Linked DNA regions of Anser cygnoides: region 1 is linked to region 2. Evidence: chromatin contacts called from public Hi-C data. All regions are on one chromosome and are shown on one strand. The core of a region is the stretch at or near the end of the contact, and the rest is flanking DNA. Distances in the headings are between cores, read along the strand shown.

The links. A called contact is a pair of places that touch in the nucleus more often than the background predicts.
Region 1: a Hi-C map of granulosa cells shows a contact between it and region 2, with 2.3 times the contacts expected there. The contact joins the promoter of GINS2 here to the enhancer-like site in region 2. A contact is called at or near these places in 2 of 7 Hi-C or Micro-C datasets (granulosa cells and liver).

What each region holds. Positions count from the first base shown.
Region 1 is chr12:2,811,777-2,817,614 of Taihu_goose_T2T_genome, reverse strand. GINS2 (GINS complex subunit 2) reads left to right here and starts at 2,591. Exons shown (of 7, transcript XR_010834630.1): 1 at 2,591-3,120; 2 at 4,220-4,334; 3 at 4,755-4,854. It overlaps EMC8 (ER membrane protein complex subunit 8), which reads left to right. Exons shown (of 8, transcript XM_067004665.1): 7 at 815-1,245; 8 at 4,220-4,334.
Region 2 is chr12:2,718,524-2,724,677 of Taihu_goose_T2T_genome, reverse strand. The region is part of intron 1 of GSE1 (Gse1 coiled-coil protein); the gene reads right to left. Among named protein-coding and RNA genes, the nearest start is that of GSE1, 17 kb to the right of the region's middle. Within about 2 kb of position 3,032, at least 2 of the 3 cell types and tissues checked have open chromatin away from gene starts, as enhancers often do. A contact at or near this core is called in liver, where this site is marked.

The sequences.
Region 1 (5,838 bases), core at 1,342-3,841, 93 kb before region 2:
CCGAAATGAGCCCTCGGAGCCCTGGAGGAGAGGGGACACATCACCCATGGGGTCCCCATCCATGGGGTCCCCGTCCTGGTGTCCCCATCCATGGGGTCCCCGTCCCTGGTGGATAAAGTTTTCCCCCCGAAAACCTCCAATATTGATGAAGTTTAAAGAGCTGCCTCCCCCCTCTGTTTTCTGGTCCATTTAACCCCCCCCCCCCAAAGCAGGATGGAGCGTCAGCACCCACGTGCCCCCTCCCCATTTTTGGGGTGCCCGGCCAGGCAGCCTGGCGCGGGGGGCTTGGGGGTCCCAGAGACCCCCCCCCCCCACCCTGGGGTGGCTGCAGAGAGGGGCTGGGGGACACCAAAGCACCCTGATTTCCCTCCGTCCACCCCAAAACCGGGTCAAAACCGAATTCGTTTGGGGAACCAAACCAAATTTGGGTCCCCAAACCAGCCTCGGCTCCGGCAGACAGGCTCGGAGCCCGCAATAAAACAACGCCCCCCCCCCCCCCCCCCCCCGCCCCGGCTCCCTTACATAAGGCAGGGCTTTATCCTTAATTAAAAAGAGATTAAAAATATCAGTGGCTGTCCCCGCCGGGCATTTTCCTGCTTCAGAGGAGTTAAAACCTCGCTGCCGGGCGCGGAGCTGGGGCTTTTCTCTTGATTAAAAAAAAAAAAAAAAAAAAGCAGATTAAAGCTATCCGCACCCGGCGGGGCGGGTGGGCAACCGGGGGAACAGGGGGGGGGGGGGGGTGGGGGGTGGGGATTCTCCAGTGGCTCGTATAGGGTTGAGCCAACGATGCTGTTCCCGCCCCTTCTTTCTGCAGGCTTGAAGACGTGCGTGAGCAGCGGGACCGGCAGTGGGGGGGTCCCGGCACCGGGCGAAAAACACCTGCACGTGCCCTCCATCATCGTCACGCCGCCCACGCCCACGGGTGCCACGTTGTCCCGGGACGCCCGGCGGGCAACGGGGGGGACGTCGTCGCCCTGCAGCCAGTGCTGAGCACCAGGAGGGGGGCACCGGACCCCCCCGGCATCGCCCCGGGGCCGCATCCTGCCCCGCCGGGGGGGCGACGCTTCCCGGAGAGCAGCTTCGCCAAGAAGCCCCCCGGAGGAGGCCGGCGCGCGAAAGCAGATGGAAATTTAATTTTTTAATGACAGCAGCAGATGGCAAAAGGCACCAAAGTGTGTTCGCGGCACGGCGGAGCCGTTTATAGAGCGCCCGGAGGAGCCGCAGCGCGTGCCGGTGGCGCCGCGGGTACAGCGCCAGGGCGGGGGGCACCCCCGGCCCGCGGCGCCCCGAGCGGCCTGCGGTGGTCGGGGGGTGGGGGGGGACGGGGCTCAGCACCCCCGGGGGCTGGAAGGGAGAGGAGGGGGTGTGGGGGGGTGGGTAGATGGATGGATGGATGGATGGAGGGATGGAGGGATGGAGGGAGGGATGGATGGATGGATGGGTGGACGGACGGATGGACAGGAGGATGAATGGATGGATGGGTGGGTGGTTAGATGGGTGGGTGGTTGGATGGATGGATGGATGGATGGATGGATGGATGGATGGATGGATGGATGGATGGATGGATGAAGGGATGGATAGATTGATGGGTGGGTGCTTAGATGGGTGGGTGGGTGGTTGGATGGATGGATGGATGGATGGATGGATGGATGGATGGATGGATGGATGGATGGATGAAGGGATGGATAGATTGATGGGTGGGTGCTTAGATGGGTGGGTGGGTGGGTGGATGGATGGATGGATGGATGGACGGACAGGAGGATGAATGGATGGATGGGTGGGTGGTTAGATGGGTGGGTGGGTGGATAGATGGATGGATGGGTGGGTGGGTAGGAGGATGGGTGAGTGGTTGGATGGATGGGTGGTTGGGTGGGTGGGTGGGTGGGTGGGTAGATGGATGGATGGGTGGGAGGATGGATGGATGGGTGCTTGTGTGGGGGGGTGGGTGGATGGTGGGGTGGAAGGGTGAGTGGGTGGGCAAGTGGGTGGATGGATGGAGAAGTTGGTGGATGGGTGTGTGGATGGATGGATGTGTAGGTGGGTGGAGAGACGGGTGGATGGGTGGATAGACGGGTGGATGGGTGGATGGATGGATGGATGGATGGATGGATGGATGGATGGATGGATGGATGGATGGATGGATTCATGGGTAGATGGATGGAGGGATGGACGGATAGATGGATGGAGGGATGGGTGGGTGGGTGGATGGTTGGGTGCGGGGATGGGTGGGTGGGTGGGTGGACGTCCCTTGGGTGGACAGGCAGCAGAGGACGGACCACCACAGATGACTGCATTGACAGGCGGAGCAGTGTGAGTGGTACAGGCGGTGCAGGTGCATGGGGGGTGATCAGAGCGGTGGGTGGACGGACAGACGGACGGACGGACGGACAGACAGAGGGACGGATGGAGAAACCGGGCGGGCAACAAGGAAGCAGGCAGCTGTGCGACAGCCAGCGCCTGAACGCGTGCGGCTGCCCGGGGACACACGGTCAGGGCAGGGCTGGGGGAGGCCGGAGGACCCCACAGGGGGTACGGGGGTACCGGGGGTACCGGGGTACGGGGGTACGGGGGGGGGGACGGCCGCCATGCCCCGAGGGGCGCTGCCCGCCCCGGCCGCCAGGGGGCAGCAGGGAGCAGCAGGGAGCGGGGCACACTGCGCATGCGCGGCACCGGGGAGTCGCTCTCTCTCTCTCTCTCTCTCTCTCTCTGCCCCCACGGCGCCCTGGCAACAAGTGCTGAGCGCTGATTGGTCGGCGCACCCGGAGGCGCTCGGATTGGTCCCGCGGCCAGCCGCGCACACCTCCACCCCCGCGGCAACCAATGGGAAGCCAGGGGCGAGCCGGACAACCAATCAGAGAGCTCTGAGTTACGCCGGGTCCCGCCCTCAAGCGGAGACCGCGAAAAAGCGCCCGGCGGCGGGAAGCGGGCGCGGTGGGCGGGGCTTGGAGGCCGCGCAGCCAATGGGGAAGCCGGGCGCGTGGCGGGCCGAGAGCCGGTTCCGGTTCCGGTGCCGGTGCCGGTGCCGTCGCCATGGAGCCGGCCGAGGCGGAGTTCCTGGCCGAGAAGGAGCTGGTGACGATCGTGCCCAGCTTCAGCATGGACCGCGTGCACCTGATCGGGGTGGGGTCCCGGGGTCAGAAATGGGGGTTTGGGGGGCAGGGGTGGGGGTTTGGGGTCAGAAATGGGGGTTTTGGGGTCAGGGATGGGGCTTGGGGGTCGGGGCTGAGGGATTTAGCGCCAGGGGAAGGGTGTTTCGGGGGAACAGGGGTTGGGGGATCTGGGGGATGGAGCTGAGGGGATTTGGGGTCAGGGATGGGGGGTTTGGGTTCAGGGATGGGGATTTGGGGTCAGAAATGCGGGATTTGGGGTCAGAAATGGGGGTTTTGGGGCCAGGATCGGGGGATTTAGGACCAGGGGAGGGTGTTTTGGGGGGACAGGGGTTGGGGGATCTGAGAGACGGACCTGAGGGGATTTGGAGTCAGGGATGGGGGGTTTGGTGTCAGAAATGGGGATTTTGGGGTCAAAGGTGGGGATTTTTGGATCAGGGGTTGGGGGTTTGGGGTCAGGGGTTGGGTGTCAGGGGCCGAGGAGCTTTGGGGGATGGGCTCTGGGGGATTTTGGAGACAGGGCTGGGGGTTTGGGGTCAGGATTGGGGAGTTTGGGGACAGGATCAGGGGGATTTGTGGGTCGGGGATCAGGGATTTGAGTCTGGGGCTGAGGGCATTTGGGGTCAGGGGTTGAGGATCTTTTGGGGCAGGGATGTGGGTTTGGGGTCAGGGGATGGGGGATTTGGGGTCAGGGATGGGGGATTTGGGGTCAGGATCAGGGTTGGAGGATTTGGAGTGAGGATCGGGGGAGGTTGGGGTCAGGGGCTGAGGGATTTGGGGTCAGGGCCTGGGGGATTTGGGGATCGGGGCTCAGGAGCTGCGGGGCAGAGCCTGGGGGGATCAGGGGCAGGGAGAGGGGCTGGGGCAGGCGTTGGGGCAGAGGGGAGAGGAGCCAGAGGGCTGCGGGGTTGGGGGATCGAAGGGTCGAAGGGGGGCAGGGGCTGGGCTGGGGGGGGAGCAGGAGGTGGAGATCCAGGCGCTCCCCGACTCGGGCTTTTCAAAATCAGCCCCCCTGAAAACGCCCCAGGAGCGGCCGGGGCCAGGTGAGACGGGCGCTGCGGTGGCCGAGCCCTTTCCAGCCGCCGCGTTTTCATCTCCGGTTCCTCTTCCAGGGGGACCTGGGCCCTTTCAATCCTGGGCTGCCGGTGGAGGTGCCCGTCTGGCTGGCCGTAAACCTGAAGCAGAGGCAGAAGTGCCGCCTGGTTCCCCCGGCGTGGATGGACGTGGGTAAGCTGCAGCGGGAGCAGGGGAAACACGAAAAGCCTCTGCCGTCCGCCCTTAACGGGGCGCTTGAGTCACCAAATACGAATTAATTCTGAGGGAAGGAGCTGATTTTCCTCCCCTTTATGTTCGCAAGGAATGAAATCTTCCTGGTCGGGTCAGGGCTGTGCCTCCTGTTCCTCCGGGGAGCGCGAGGGACAGGGGGTGAATTTCGGTTTCAATCCCCGGCCCTTCGCTCACCTGCAGCGGGCGGCTGCCTCGCTCCGTGCCCGTCCCGAGCGGTGACACGGCGAGCGGCGCTCGCGTCCCCAGCAGGGCTTCCTCGTGGGGCCCTCGGGCTGCCTTTTTTTTCCCCGGGGGGGAGAGGGGTGGGTGTGGAGCAGGGAAGGGTCTGCCGGCGCCCGACCGCTCCCGGCTGCGTTGCAGAAAAACTGGAGGAGATTCGGGACCAGGAACGCAAAGAGGACACCTTCACCCTGATGCCCAGCCCCTACTACATGGAGCTGACGAAGCTGCTGTTGAACTAGTGAGTAGGAAACGTTTTGTGAGTAGGAAACGTTTTGTGGCGGTTTTCTGCCTCGCCGCCTGCTCGCCCGGATGGTTTCTCGGGCTTTCGGCGACGGCGGCAGCCCCGGAGGGCTGGGGGAAAAGTGAGAGTTCACGGGGGCTTCGTTTACACGGCGTGCCCGGATCCTGCTGCGGCAGTTCCCTCGTGGTGACTTGGCGCCTCAGTAGCTGGGGGTGGCTCGTTCCGCGGCCTGAGAACCGGGGCTGTGCCACTTTATCGGGCGGCAGCTGAGCGTGGAGGCCTCGGGAACCGGCACCGCTGTTCCACGGCAGCAATCCGTTCGGCAGCCGCAGCCCTCTCGGCTCCTGCCCTGGCTCTCCTTCAGGAGGGAAGCTCCCCTTGCCTCAGCCTGAGGAGCGGGAGACCGGGGAGATTCGGAGTCTGAACCCGTGCCTGCTGAGGCATTTCGCTCGTGAAATGCGCTGGCGGGGAGTTTTCGGAGCGCTCTGAGCCCTTGGTGGCGGTCGTTGAAGCGCTGCCTCCCCCCCTGGAGACGAAGCTCTTGGCGCGCGGCTCCTTCCCTCGCGCCAGGATAACGCCGTGGATGGATCTGATCTCCTGAGGTCCTCACGGCAGGGCTGAGTCGCCTTAACGGGAGGGTGCGGCACAGCTCGGGCAGTCCTTTCGGCTTCGTGCTCCCTGGTGGGAGCGCAGCAATCGCAGCCGAGCCCTCGCGGTTCCCTGCTGCGTGTGGCTCCGGCCAGGTTGTTGGCCTCGCTTGCGCCTCGCACCAGCTGGGCGATTAAAGAGCAGAAGGATTGCAGTGGGAACCAGCTGCTGCGGCAGGGCTGAGGGTTCCTGGGGAAATAAACCTCCCCCAAAAACATCCCAGCAGCAGGAGCGCCAGGCCGGATTTCACTGTGGAGCTGCGGGTTGAGTTTCGATTCTTTTATATCACAAACTGCTCTGCTTATGCCTTCGGGGGCTGAGGAGCTGCCAACG
Region 2 (6,154 bases), core at 1,783-4,282:
CGTGGCGCAAAGCCCCCCCCCCGCCGCCGCACGGCGATTCCCATCCCTTAGCCGTGTGCCGATCCATCAGATGGGAGCGGACAGGTTGAGGCTGGGAGCTGCTTCCCCCCCCCACACCCCCCCAACCCCCCCAGACCCCCCCGTGGCAGCCCAGACAGCGCTCCCAGGGGACTAATACCGGCATGTAAATATTAGATACTTTTGTCTCCTCCGAGACCAATTACACAAATCGTGGCAGCTCCCGCAGGACTCTCCGCTCCTACTTACTGTATCATCATTAACAGCTTATTAGAGAACAGCTGCTCAAAGAGTTGGGGGGGGGGGGGGGGAATAAAAGGGGGGAAAAAAAAAAAAAAAGGCGTTGAGGAGGCAAGGAGACGTGCACGAAGGAGGACAGGCTGCATAGGGTGACCCCGTCCCTGCACCCGCACCCACCCCTGCGGTGCCGCGGTGTCCCTGCAGCCCCAAGGGGGGGGGACACCTGCCCCAAAATCGCCCTGCGCCCCCCCCGGGAGGTGTTGGGAGGGAGGCAGAGGGACCGTCCCCAAGGGTGCCAGGTTGGGGACGGGTGCCGTCCCCGCTGAGACCTCTGCAGGAAGCCCCAAAGGGGCTGGGGAAAGCAGGAGCCGGAGCAAAGGCAGCGCGAAAAAAACATCAAGTGCCTTGGAGGGGGGGTGGGTGGGGGGGGGAATGTTTGGGGACCCTTTTGTGCCCGGCGAGAGCCTCCGGGTGCCCGCAGCCTGCCCACGTCACCCCCGGTTGGCAGGAGGGGACGGGAGGGGGACGCGGTGACACGGCGATGCCCCGCGGAGGCTCCTCCACCCACGCGGGGCTGGGGGCTGCTGCGGGATGAGCCCCCCCCCAGCACGGGGCAGCCCCCAAAAGGCTGGAAACGGTCCCCAAAACGAGGGGACAGCACTCCAAGGCGAGGCCAATCCGGAGGGCACCGCTCCTCGCCATCCCTAAGGGCTGCGGGTGATGCCGGTGGGGGGGGGGGGGACGGGGGCAAGTTTCGGGGACCCCCGCCCCCCCTGATGTCCGGAGAGCTGCAGTTGAGATCCCAGATCCCAGCCCCAGCGTCTCCCGGGGGGCACCGGGGGCCACCGGAGAGGGGACGGAAGCCCGGAGGCCGGATCCTGCCCCGCTGCCGGAGGCCACCCCATGGGTGTCGGGTGGGGGGGGGGAGGTGGGGGGCGCAGGTGGCCCCGGCGGGTGCCGTGTCCCCAAGGCGGGTGTCACAGCATGCTGCTGGTGCGCTCTAGCGTCAGCCGGCATTAATGCATCGCCTGCACCGCGCAGCGCGCATGGGTGCGCCCGGATCCGCTGCTCTCCCCCAAAAGGGTTCTTTTTCCGTGGGGGGGGGCGCACCCCCCGTCTGTGTGCCACCCCCCGCGTCACCGTCGGGGGCTCGGGGGTGTCGCGGGGCAGGTGCCCCGTTTGGGGACTGGGTGGGGAGGGGGGTGGGGGGGGGACAGAAGCCCCCGGAGCACCCTGAGTTGGGGGGGGGGAGGCAGCGGGGCCGGAGTGGGGGGGGGGTCGCTCCCCAGGGCTCGGGGGGGACGGGGAGCGAGATGGCAGCTTCCTGCCTGATTGCTAATTATCCTCGTTACTCCGTGTCAGGCGCTCTCTGAAGCGCCGCGGTGATTTGCTCTCTCCCTGTAATTAGGCACGGCGCAATTACCGGTTAATTCGAGTTCGAGCTCCGCGTCCCCCCCCCCACAACCACCTCGCCACCAAGGCCTCGCCACCACGTCCCCGCTCGGCACCCCGGGGCCCCCCCCTTTGCCCCCTGCCTCCCCCCCCCCATGGTGCCAGACCCCATCCCCTCCATGCAGGGGGCTCGGGGGGGGGCTCGGGCACCGCTCCCAAGGGTGCCAGGAGGACGGGGTGCGGAGCAGCACCCCCCCCGTGCCCACGCGCAGCTCCCACCCCGTCCCCAGCGGGGCCATTTTAGACCCCACGGGGGGCGTCCAGGTCCCGTCCTCAGCTCCCGTCCCTGGGGGGACAGCGGCGCAGGGACAAACCCGCGGCAAAATCCGCCCCCTCCGTGTGCTTTGGCGCAAAAAAACAAAACAAAAAAAACAATAAAAAGAGGAAAAAGCAGCGGGCAGCAGCACAGCTCCTGTGGCTTCCCAGCAGCTGGCTCGCTCGGGGATTTCCTCTCCCCGTTGGGCCCCACGGCGTTGATTCGGGAAGAAACGCGGCTCCTTTGGGCTCCTTTGGGCTCCCCGGGGAGGGCAGCGGGAAGCCTGCAGCGGGCGGGTGCAGGATGTGGCCCCCCCTGCAGCACCCCCGAGCCCCCAGCAAAGGCACCGCAGCACCGGGCCCCGCGTCGTGCCAGGGCTGCACCGGGGGGCACCGACCCCGCTCTGCGCTCACCAGGGGGATGCTCAGGCCCCCCCCCCCCAAGAGCTAATTAATCCTGCTGCTCAGGCAGAGCTCATTAGTGCTGGTGCAGCTCGGTGCTGCTCCGGCTGCCCCGGCACGGGGTGCCCTTCCCGGCAAGGAGCGAGGTCGGAGCGCGGGGCACGCACGGGGAGGGAAGGGGCAGGCTCGTGGGGCCGCATCCTGCCCCCCCTCCCCGGGATGGCTTTTCCCGCGTGTCGTTTTGTGAGCTTACCCCACGGGAGAAAAAAATAAAAAATAAAAGGAGAAAAAAAAATAACAAAAAGAGGAAAAGAAATAAAAAGAGGAAAAAAAATGAAAAGAGAAAAAAATAAAAAGAGAAAAAAAAAGAGAAAAAAATAAAAAGAGAAAAATAAAAAGAGAAAAAAAAGAGAAAAAAATAAAAAGAGAAAAAAAAGAGAAAAAAATAAAAAGAAAAATAGAAAGAGAAAAAAATAAAAAGTGAAAAAAATAATAAAAAGAGAAAAAAATAAAAAGAAAAAAAGAGAAAAAAAAAAGAAAAAAAAAAAAGAAAGAGGAAAAAAAATAGGGGAGGGGGTGGAGAAAAAGCCCTGCAGAGCTTGAACAAGAGGGAGCGGCGGCCAAGGAAAGCAGGGGAGTCAGCCAAATGCTTCGCTCCGTGGCAGGGAGGGCGCGAGTGGGCCGCCCTGTAAATGTTTTGAATTTCCAAAACAGGAGGGAGAAGCCAAGAGCTGCCGAGCTCCCGAGCACGCCAAGAGGGACAAAGGGCAGCCCTGCGCGGCGGAGGCGCGGGCAGGCGCCCAGCACCCGCGCTCCCCAGCCCCAGCCCCCTGGGGGGCTCCGCCAGCACCGGGGCGAAGCAGTTTTAGGGTTCCCCCCCCCCCCCCCCACCACCACCCCGTTTCCCCGGCTCGGGGATAATTATAGGAAGGGAGAGGAAGCGCCGCAGCGCTCGGCGGGGGCGGGAGCCGGGCGCCAGCGGGAGGGTGGCGGGTGGGTGGTCGGTGGCTCCGCGGGCACGTCCTGCGCGGGGGCGACGCACGGGTGCCGGCAGGATGCGTGCCCGTGGGGACCGTGCAGGTTTGGGGGGAGCCAGCGGAGAAAACCCCGAAGCTGGGGGATGCTCCGGTGCTGGTGCGTGCCCGAGGGCAACCCGCTGGGAACGGGGAGACGGAGGAACCGCGCCATCGGGGTGCTGCGGCACGAGGCAGGGCGCAGGGGGCACCCGCTGCCCGCCCCGGGTTGCTCTCGGGGATGCGAGGACGCCACACGGGCGGCCCAGCGGGGCAATCTCCCCCCAGAAATCTCCCCGAAAAGCACAGCCGGCCCCCCGGGGAAGAAGAAAGGGCTGTGGCGACACGCAGGGAGCTGGGGCAAGCCCCCACGGGAACACCAACGGCACATCCTCTGTGCTCGGGGACGGGAGGGGGGGAGATCCCCAGCCTCCCCGTACCCCGGCTTATGACCTGAAATTATAACCTTCCAACCCAGCCTGCCTAATCCTGCCCCCCCCCCAGGCAGCAAACCCAGCCCCGCTGCCACCCCGCGAGGCCCCAGGGCGAGCCCCCCCCCCCCCCCCGGCGGCATTCCTGCAAGGTACCGCGGGGTTAGGGCCGGGCGGGGAGACAGTACGGGGCCTGTGCGGCCTCCTCGCAGCCAGATGTGCGCTAATAAGGCGGCTGCCCCCGCAGCTAATAAGGTCACTCGCTGGCTCCAGCGAGACGAGAAAACAAGCAGGGGCTTGGCCGCGGTACAGCCCCGACTTGGCACTCGCCGCGCGCCGGCTTCCTGAATTCTTGCTGCTCCGAGAGCGGCGCGGGGAGGCCGCGGGGAGCTCGCGGACACCCCCGAACCCCCCCCGCGGCCCACCCGCCTGCGGCACCCCCAGCGCCGCCGGCACCGCGCCCCGACACGTGGGGCGGGTGCCGGGGTGCCAACGGGGTGGGGGTGAGGACCCCCCCCCGGTGTCCCCAAGGTGTCCCCGAGCCGGCACACCACGAGGAGCGCTCGGGGTCGGTTTCTTGCCCGGGAAAAGCTCCCGGGAAGGGCTGGGGCTGCGGCAGGGGCGCGCGAGGATTCCTGCGAGGTTTTCCCAGCAGCTACACCTCGGCGAGCAGGGCTGCAGCCCCCTCCCTCCCTCCCTCCCTCCCTCCCTCCCTCGCTGATGGCGCCTCCAACTCCCTTTGTTTTAATATTATAAAGCAAGCCAGATGCCGGCTTTAATCCCCTCAGCTGGGGAGGATTTGCAAACACATTAGGAGGCAGAGCCGCTGCGAGCCGGCCCCTGCGCCGCCGCCGCCGCTGCTGCTGCTCCCCGGCCCCACGGCGCTCAGCCCCAGCTGCGGCCTCGGGAAGGGGATCCCGGCCTGGAATTGCCTTCCCGTGCCCCCAGCAGGAGCCGACGAGGTCCCGTCCCGTTGCACACACGTGGATGTGGGGCATCCCCTGGCGTCTGTGGCCCCGGGGAGCACCGGGAGGGCGCAAGGGGAAAAAGGAGAGGTTGGCGCGGGGCACGGGATGCGCCCCAGTGGCTAAACCCGCACGCGTCCCGCTTGCTCGCCCATCCATCCCGATGAAAAAGGGGGTGCAAGCAGGAGACTGCGGGCACGCACCCCAGGTGGGCACACGAAGCTTCCCCAGGGGGAAGGCCAGAGCACGGTGCCCCCCCAGCCCCAAGGGGAGCCCCCCCGCAGAGCCCCCGCCGGCACCGCGAGGGTTTCGCACTGAAGCGTCGCTCCCAAGAGAGCCCCGATGCAAAGCCCGGCCTTCCCCATCCTCCTCTCGACCCGAGGCCGGGCCCCAAATCCTCCCCCCGCCAGCAAGAGCCCCCGGGGCAGCCCCAGGGTGGCACGGGTGAGCTAAGGTCAGCCGGGAGAAGGGGACGCAGGCGGCACAAGGGGGATGGAGTCATTCTGCGACATTTGTCACGGCGCTGACATCGCCCTCCCGCATCCCCAGCGGGATGCTGCCCGCGGGGCTCTGCGCCTCCCTCCGCGTCGACGTGGGGACACCGGGGGGGGGGGGGGGGTCACAGCTCGCCAGATCCCTCCCCTGGGGCGGCAGCAGGGTGAGATCAACCAGGCGGCACCGCAGGACCCATTTATCCCCCGTGGCTGACAGCACCCAGGCGGGACCCCCAGCACCACGGCCCCCGGCACGTGGGGACCCCCGGCACGACGTCTCCACGACGCAGACAGGTGACCGCAGAGCCCCATCTGCCCCCGCTCCCACGAGGCGTACGTTCCACAAAAACAGCCAAAGCGGCCCAAATTGCCCCGAGCCCCTCTGGTTTTTTGTTGGTTTATTATTTTTTTTTTTTAGGGCGAGCTGTTTTGTTAAGACCAGGATCTCCTCCTTAGCAGCCAGGGGTTCAGAGGGAGCAGAGCTCAGTGCTTGAAAACGACGCCTCGTTTGCCAAGGAAATAATCCCAAGGAACAAAAAAAAAAATAAAAAAATAAAAAAAATAGCAGACTCAGAAGATAATTAACTCCACAAAGCAGCAAGCCCGAGAAGCTCCAACCTCTCCTCTGGAACGACCGAGCCTGGGCTCCAAGGACTTATTTCTCGCTGCCTGCAGCACCACGGCACCAGCGCTCGGAGCCCTGGGGATTTTACAGCCTAGGAGCTGCCGGGGCAGATTTGCCCCCCCCCCCCCCAGATTTGCCTCCCCTTCCCGTGCCCGGCTATCCCCTCCCAGTGCCCCTCATTAAATCTGGACCCCATAACCGTGCAGGGCTGTAATGGGGTCTCGCCCTGTCCTTATGGGGGCAGGAATGGGGACACTGG